2 separate regions of the Rattus norvegicus genome follow, and region 2 is linked to region 1. The links are chromatin contacts, called in public Hi-C maps. All regions are on one chromosome and are shown on one strand. The core of a region is the stretch at or near the end of the contact, and the rest is flanking DNA. Distances in the headings are between cores, read along the strand shown.

Region 1 (4,493 bases), core at 1,954-4,453:
CAAGTAGTTTCAGTTAACTGGCCAGTGAGCCTTAGGGTCCTGGTGTCTCTTCCCCTCAAAGACTAGGATTAGAAATATACATTGTTGGGTTGGGGATTTAGCTCAGTGGTAGAGTGCTCGCCTAGCAAGCGCAAGGCCATGAGTTCGGTCCCCAGCTCAAAAAAAAAAAAAAAGAAATATGCATTGTTGCACTTAGCTTAGAAATATACATTGTTGCACTTAGCTTAGAAATATACATTGTTGCACTTAGCTTTTAACATGGGTTTTGGGGATTGAATGCAGGGCCTCATGCTGACATGGCAAGCACTTTATCAACTGAGCCATCTCCCAGGTGCCTGCATTGCTCTTTTAAAATAGCTCTACAGCTATTAAAACTCAGAGTCAGGGTATGATTGCGGGATAGCAATTTGATTTCACTTCAGTCAGTAAGCATCTACCGAACGTCAAGTATAGATAGAATCAGTGCTGGGGATCCAAAAGTTGCTAAGTTCAATCTTCAGTAGGAAAGACGGCAGAGAAGCCAGCAACGCAGTCCAGTCTTGAGCACATAAGGATGAATGACCCTGAGTCCTCGGCAAAGGCAGCAAAAGTAGCCCATGCTGCACTGCTTTTCTTGACAGAGTATTTTTCAAAAAGTACATTAAGCATTCCCATACCTACCTATTTCAGGAACCACAACAATTCCCACAAGTCATGTGATAATTACCAACGTAATTTTAAGGGACAACATCTTAATTCATGTTAAGTCTAATGGTTATCTTATTTTTATCTGGCCTGTGTTGATTTTATAACACCAAGCTCTGATTCAATAAAGACATCAACATCAGAATCATTCTAGGCAATGTGGAATGGTATCAGGGTGTCCAAAGTTGTGGGGAGGGGCAGGGAGGGTCTGGGGGGAGAACCACAAATTGGGAAGGTATAGGGATCTCCTTTAAATTTTTCGTAATAATTCAGTGTGTCATCAAGGGAGACTGTATAGTTGTGCATTCAGAGAGTTTACGGATAAATAAGTATGTGAGAATAAATATGTTTTGACTAAGTGCACTGTCGCAGAAGTTGGAGACCAGCAGCATAGTAGCAGTGACACTAAGCTGACGATCAGGAAGGCATGGGTACAAATCCCAGTTCAACCACCAGCTTGCTATATGAACATGTGAGAAAGGCTGTGATCTCTGCACCCATAAAAGAATAACCTATTAAATAAGCATCGTCAAGAAGTTACTGTCTAGCTCTAGTGTTCTAGAAAGCTTTTCATTTTGCTTTTCCTGTTAAGTATTATTCTGGCACCGTCCAAAAGAGAGAGAATACTTTTTGTGAGTCTTGTTCTGTAGCCTTCACTGTCTTAGAGCATGCTATGTAGATCAGGTTGACTCAAACCTGTAGTTTGGCTCTGCCTCCCAAGTGCTAGGATTACAGATGTGAGCCAGCACAATGGACGGAGTATTTTATTTTATTTTATTTTTTTAAAAGATTTATTTATTATATATAAGTACACTGTAGCTGTCTTCAGACACAACAGAAGAGGGCATCAGATCTCATTATGGATGGTTGTGAGCCACCATGTGGTTGCTGGGATTTGAACTCAGGACCTCTGGAAGAACAGTCAGTGTTCTTAACCGCTGAGCCATCTCTCCAGCCCAGACAGAGTATTTTAATTAGATGCACATGCCTGCTTATTTCTGAGTTCCTAGAATGTTTCCAGAGAATGATTTCTGGCCTTCGACTCCGCCCCCCTCTCCATGGTGCAGCTGGCTATAGATAGAATACATGCCTGCCTGGATACTTGTCTAAAATCTACTAAATGTAGACTTATTAACAGAGCTATGACTTAGTATTATTCATGTGCAAAGAGATAAACCTAGACACAGCCACAGACGGAGCACGCTCAATGTGATTGATCTGATTAATTAACTTCCAGGAGCACAGGAAACTTCGTGATCTGAGTCAGTAATACATAATAATCAACACAACTTCAATAGGTAAAACACCTACATAGCTTTATGTGTGGCAGCTTTACCTTCTACTCAGAAACTGAGAGATGAGACAAGGAACCTCACCAAAATTTAGATATGACTCAAGTCCCAAGAAATTAATAAACCCTTATCTAGGTTTTTAGAGTCAAAGAAGCTTAAAGTCTACACACTTTACTCTTCTGGAATCACTTTTCAGCTTAATGTTTGATGTATTAAATGTTAGACTCTGGTTTCATGGATCACAATGAAATAGACTGATTATTCTTTTCAAATAATGGCACTGATTATTAGTACGTGGTTCTTCAAAAATGTATTCCTAGTTTAGTTTTGTTTTCTAGTTTCAGTAGATAATTTGGAAGCTGAACATAGTTGCATGCACCTGTAATCTCAATATTTGGGAGGAAGAAATATGAGGATCACCGTGAGAGTGGGCCAGCCTAAGATATATCAGGATCCTGTCTCAGTCAATCATTCAGTAAATAACTTGACATTACTAAGTCATCTAGTCAAATGGTTATTTAATATCTACTTCACACACTTTGTAAGAAACACTTAGCTAGTTGTGGTTATACATGGCTTTATTACAGTACTCAGAGTGCAAAGGTGGGCAGATCTCTGAGTTCTGGGCTAGCCTGGTTTACATAGTGTGTTCCAGGATAGCCTGAAATCTTGTCTCAGATTTTAAAAGGAAAGAAATAATGAGTTGAATAAGATTTAGAAAGGATAAAAATGTAGCAACCTTGCATTTCCTATGTAATATTGTATAATGTGTAGCAACATAGTACTTTTTATTAAGCTTTTTAATATAAAATATTAAATGGGAGCTAATGCTATTGCCACCAATCTTTAGCATCTAATGTAACTATTAAAACTCAGCTACTATGATTCACCTGTAAGACTAGGATAATCTTATTTGGGGTATGTTCTGTATAATACGTTCATATTTGTCTTCCAGGAAAAAGGAACAAACAAAAATAATGGGGCATCCTAACTTCTATTGCAACCAATCATGGAAAAATGAATTTGCAAAAAATTTGCTCATAGAAACAATAATGAAAAAATAGAGTAAAAATAGAAGGGTAACGAGAAACTTCCACTGTTCTCGAAGTCAGGAAGGCAGCGATACACTTGATACCAGGGATTGTTTTGTGTAGCAATGGAGTAAAGAGGTAGAAGCAAATCCAGCTTTAAACTCAGTTTCAGCACAGGCTGTACTTTGTGACCTGAGGTATAAAGTGCACTCCTCTTGCTGGACATCAGCCAGGGACAAATTTCACTCTGGCTTCCAATGGGTAAGCAATCCACAAGCTTGATTTCAAGATTCTAACCTTTAGCTTTAAACCCACACCATGGAAACGAGCTAGCTTTCACCCTGAGTTGCAGACTCAGGGAGGACAAGGTGTTTGATACCTTGATACCTCCATGAGATCTCATCAGATCAATGGCAGTGCCCACCTGGCACGCACAGCACAGTTAATAGACAAGGCGCACAAATATTCATGGGTTTGTGCTTAACGTCTACTCAGAAAACTGGGTCCCTGTCTACCCTGGAAATCCTTGACCCTTATTGTTTTGTTCAGCACCACTTGCTTTCTGTGCCACCCAGCTTTATACTGTGTGCATCTCTGGCCTGTGTTCTGCTTTTGATATAGGTAATTCTTTTTGCTTTTATAAATGTTAAAAACAATTATTTATTCCTTGTGCGTGTGTGCGTGTGCTTGTGTGTGCGTGCGTGCATGCCTATAGAAGTCTATGTATGTGCACCATGTGCACAGAGAAGTGCTCTCAAAGGCCAGAGGGCATTAGATCTCCTGAGCTAGAGATACAGATGGGAGTGAGCCACCATCTGAGTGTTGATAAATAAAACCCAGTCCTCTGCGAGAGCAGTAAGTGCTCTTTAATTCTTTCTCTCCCTCCCTGCCTCTCTCCCCCCTCTCTTTCTTCTTTTTTTTCTTTTCTTTTTAAGACAGGGTTTATCTGAGTAACTGGTACAACCTCTGGCTGTCCTGGTACAACCTCTGTGGAACAGACTAGTCTCAAACTTAGAGATTCTCCTGCCTCCGCTTTCAGAGTGCTGAGATTAAAGACCTGCGTTCAGTGTTAACCTCTTAGCAGCACAGCCTTCTCTCCAGTATCTCCAAACTTTACCATTAGGCAACAGCCAAGGCTTGAATGATTTTTACTGGGCAGCTTGCTATTTCCTGAGAAATAAACACTCAGAGGCTTCACCTTCTTTTCAAAAACTGTCCAGAGCAGGAGCTTTAAATATCTTATTTTCTTTTAGAGTTGAAGTCCACAGGAGAAAACTAAGTACAGAGAATCCCCACACAACCCTGTCTTGTTGACATCCTTCATCCTCATAGTCAACAAGGAGTTTTCAATCTTCAGCCTACACATTGGCTTCTGGGACCTATGTACTTGACTTCATCAAGTTATCTGTATGAAAAATACATTTTATTTAATTCAACAACTACATAAGTTAAGGCTATATTTTATTTTGTTAATTTTTTTACTTTC
Region 2 (4,509 bases), core at 1,421-3,920, 33 kb after region 1:
ATCATCTAGCTGATGTCTCCCTATTCATTTTGGGGGTATATTTTGGGAACCAAGGGTGAGGAGAAAAAGTTCATCACTTCTTTTCAGAGCCCCTTTTATTCTCTAGCATGATGTTCTTCCCCCCGAAAGTGAAAAGCACACCTTGTTATATTGCGAAGCAAATTAGGAGATTTGAAGCTTGTTCTATGAAGCCAAATATGCAGCTTCTGTGATGTGTGGGGAATGTGTGCACTGTGACCTCAGTCTGCCAAGCTGGCAGAGCCTGGCTGAGCAGTTAACAGGATCCCTTTGTCTCTGCAGATGCTGATGCAGAGATCGAAGGAGCCCCTGCTGCACCCTTGGATGTGGTGTCTTTGGATGCTAACAAAGATTACATCATCATCTCTTGGAAGCAGCCAGCTGTGGATGGAGGGAGCCCTATCCTGGGATACTTTATTGATAAGTTAGTGCTTGGCCTTACCTCAGTCATACTTCTGTGGGTGTACAGATGTGCACTTGATTTCTCCCATTATTTCTAAGTGAAAGGCTTTCTCTGATTTTTTTCCTCCTCTCCCTCTCTCTCTTTGTGTGCATGTGTGTGTAATATATATAATTTGTGTAATATACATGTGTGTACATACATTACACACAACTACATACATGTTAGTACCTACTTATTTACATTAATTAATCCTTTAAATTTGACAACCAATTCAAGTCACTAACTTGGCAAAAATACAATGAATTTGTAAACTTAATAGCAGAAGCCACTGTAGAAATGAAATAATATACTGAACATCTGCATTCCTAGTATGGCAGTCACTTAAAAGTATTGACTTTGGGAGCACAAATTAATTCCTTATACCTTACTATGTGGTTTTAAGTTATCCATATTACATAAGAAACAGTAACAAAAATTCACAGTGTTGGGCTACATCTTTACCCAAGAGTCTTTGTTGACTATAGTCTTCAGAACCTATGGATCCTGAGATCTGTGGATTTTATACATTGACACATCTCCTGGGTTTGGGCAATGTAAGCAATGAATTCAAACTATTGGTCCAAGTCTGTGATCCTCTTAGGTTTTCTTCCAATTCTTTTTACTTTTGGTTGTGGAAACAATTAGAGACAGTTTGATGTCAATGTATCCAACCTCTTATTTGTAACAATAAGTAAAAAAAATAGTATACTTACTATTCTCAGTACCTGAGGGAGAAATGTTTGTAACCAGTTCTTTCTATTTAGCATAGATAGACAATAGGATGGGAGATTCACTTGCTTTTGACAAATGTGGAGGCTTAACAAACTCCTTTTTATTGTCAGTTTCTGCTTTGTTGTCTTTGACAAATAGCTGAGGGATCTGCAGACTTTATGGAAGACAGGAAAATCCACGCATGCTGTTCTTCTCTTGCCCTGGTCATTATAAATGAGCACAGCATGGCTAATACCTACTGATGGCTAAACACTGTTCTAAACACTTCATGTATTTACCACTAATCCATAACCATCCTGGACAGGCCTTGCTATTGCAGGTAGGAAAGAAAGAGCTGGCTCAAGCCACATGCCAGCCAAGAAATGTTAGCTTGCCTAAGGCCACACATAGGAAGCCCAGAGCTAGAATTCAAATACAGCTCAACTGTAGGTCAGTGCTCTTTCTGCTCCAACGCGCTGTAGAAGCTTCTAGAGAAGATGCCCTCCACCTTTTTTTTTTTTTTTTTGCACAAATGAAGGTTAAGAAGCACATTCTAGTGTCACGGAGTCATGTTGGCAGTGCCTGAACAGACAGACAGACCTTGGGAGACACAGATAGAACTGCTATAGTTCCCTCGGCTCCCTGCCATTCCCCACACACAGCAACTCCCCAAACCCTGCAAAGCAGACATTTAGGGAGACACGAATTGCAAATACATTTTATAGAAACTTACATAATGTTAAAGGCAACCGTCATTATCCACATCAAAGAATGTAAAAGATAGTGAGGAAGGGAAGACCTCCCCTCCTCCAACCATCTCCCAGGTTTTTTGGCCCTGCCCTCCCATGAGAACTAGATGGGAATTGTATACGTTCTGAACATAGTGTCATATTGGGGATGCATTTCAAGCTAAAGCATTGTGTACGACTTGTAAAAAAAAACAAGGAGTTGCTGTATCACAATGCTGCACAATTCGCTCAGACATCGAGTCCCTAAAGCTGTGTAGACTGGCTTCGATATCGACATACGAACTATCGTATTATCTTCTGAGCAGTTCTCTGACTCGGGTCTTGGGTCCCAGCTGCTACAGTAGCAGGCAGCTGGAAATCAGTTTCCCCACACTCCATTTCCTGGTGGATATCATCAGCCTCATTGTTACAGAGAAAAGCATGGCTGGGCATGGTATGTGGTCCCAGTACTTAGGAGGTAGAGGCACGAGGGTTGCGAGTTCAAAACCAGCTTGGGAGAGAGGGCAGAGTAGAGGACGAGGAAAGAAAAGAAACAAAAGTGTTACAATAGGGGTTGGGGATTTAGCTCAGTGGTAGAGCACTTGCCTAGCAAGCACAAGGCCCTGGGTTCGGTCCCTAGCTCCGAAAAAAAAGGAAAGAAAAAAAAAGTGTTACAATAACCTCCTGACCCTTGTACTCACACAGAACATAGCGATCACCAAGTAAGAAAACAACAAGCGGCTTTCCAAACTGCAGTGCAAATAGCTTTTCATTCTGTTTCGTTTGGTCGGTTCACATTTTGGAGAGTCTCCCTGTTTAGCCTAGACTAGCCTCAGAGTCATGATCCTTTTACCTCAGGTTCCCAAATGCTGGGATTACAGGTGTGCAGCACCATGCCCAGCTGTACACTTAGCTTTTTAGGTCCCAAATTATCCCACAGCAGTTCTGCTTTTAAAAGAAAATGCCTAAAGAAGACAGAGAAATTACTAGCAGTGACATTAAAGGTGTCAGTGGGGGCAGGGATGAGGGATCCTTTTCCTAAACCTCTTCTGCATAAAGATTCTGGAGAGCCAGCTCAGTGGTTAAAGCACTGGCTGCTCTTCAGAAGACCTGGGTTCAATTCCCACCACCCACATGGCAACTCACAACTGTCTGCAACTCCAGTTCCAAGGGATCCAACATCTGTCCTTGGCAGGCACCAGGGCATAAGTGGTGCACAGGCACTTATACGGGCAAAACACCCATACACATTAAAAAATTAAATAAAAAGGATTCTGGACATCTGATGGTTTTCTTACCCCCATCCCTCACTTCTCTTCTTGAAACACAGTTTAGAAAGGTCTGAGGGTCTGTTCTTCATGTTAAAAAATGACAAGTTGCTGGCTGGTAAGATGTCATAGTGAGTAAAGGTGGATGGGTACCCATATCCCACATGACAGAGGAAGAAAAAACTCCTTCAAGTTGTCCATTGACTTCCACATGCACTTTGGGGCACTTGTGTACACAAACACACATAGAGTCACATACCACACTCACACACAGACATATACACAGACACACATACATGAACAGACATACATATTATAAACACACACACACTCACACACACTAATACACACAGACACACACACAGATACATACATACACACACTTGCACACACACACACACAAATACTTGAGATTTTTAAAAGAAAAATTTAAAATGACACATATTGAACTTGAGAGGAACTGAGTGTTTGAAGTCTAAGCTGAGAAGCCATGCAGGAGTTCCAGGTTTTGACACAGGTCAGATCTGACGTGACAGGGTGGACTCGTGCCTTGGCCCTCTTCACTTAACCTTAGTCCTCGTAAGATTCTGCTAATCCCTCTCTCCCTCAGGTGTGAGGTGGGCACAGACACCTGGTCTCAGTGCAACGACACGCCTGTGAAGTTTGCTCGGTTTCCAGTCACTGGTTTGATAGAAGGTCGTTCCTACATATTCCGAGTCCGTGCTGTGAATAAAACTGGAATAGGCTTGCCATCTCGAGTTTCTGAGCCCGTGGCTGCTCTGGACCCAGCTGAGAAAGCCAGACTTAAAAGTAAGTCGTTTTAATTTCTCTGCAGCTTTTCTGAAAAAACAAAACCAAAACAAAACAATCACACCACCACCACCACCACCAAAACCCAAAACAAAACCAAGAAACCTGTGGTAGCTGTCACTGCAAGTAATTCCTCTCCCGTCCACTAGAGGGAGACAAGAATAAGAAATCCTTTCTGATCAGAAAATCCCGTGATTGGGGTGAGCCCAAGAGCATAAAAAGTAATTTGTTTTTTTTTTTCTTTAAAACCCTCATTTTATTTTATCTTTTTAAAAACATTACTCAGAAAAGTGTATCTGTATTCTAAACATGATGTGAGGAATGAAATATGGGAGCAAACAGCTTGAAGATCTTTTTTTATCCACATTATTAATATATTCCAAATATGACCTCATTTATGGTTCGAAGTGAATTTCTTGACCTTGAGGTCTTCATCAAAGCACTAATATTGAACCCCTGTGAGCTTTTCTGTGTTGGTTAAAAAGCAAATTTGAGTTTCCATTTAGATAATATAAAATAATCTTGGGCTGTC

Evidence for each region. A called contact is a pair of places that touch in the nucleus more often than the background predicts.
Region 2: a Hi-C map of liver shows a contact between it and region 1, with 3 times the contacts expected there. The contact joins two enhancer-like sites. A contact is called at or near these places in 5 of 12 Hi-C or Micro-C datasets (Schwann cells, kidney, liver and 1 more).

Annotation. Positions count from the first base shown.
Region 1 is chr9:118,375,963-118,380,455 of GRCr8, forward strand. All of the region lies in intron 1 of Myom1 (myomesin 1), which reads left to right. Among named protein-coding and RNA genes, the nearest start is that of Myom1, 11 kb to the left of the region's middle. Within about 2 kb of position 3,204, at least 5 of the 93 cell types and tissues checked have an H3K27ac peak or open chromatin away from gene starts, as enhancers often do. A contact at or near this core is called in liver, where this site is marked.
Region 2 is chr9:118,409,506-118,414,014 of GRCr8, forward strand. Myom1 (myomesin 1) reads left to right here. Exons shown (of 37, transcript NM_001191584.1): 10 at 301-442; 11 at 3,778-3,977. Among named protein-coding and RNA genes, the nearest start is that of Myom1, 45 kb to the left of the region's middle. Within about 2 kb of position 2,671, at least 1 of the 93 cell types and tissues checked has an H3K27ac peak or open chromatin away from gene starts, as enhancers often do. A contact at or near this core is called in liver, where this site is marked.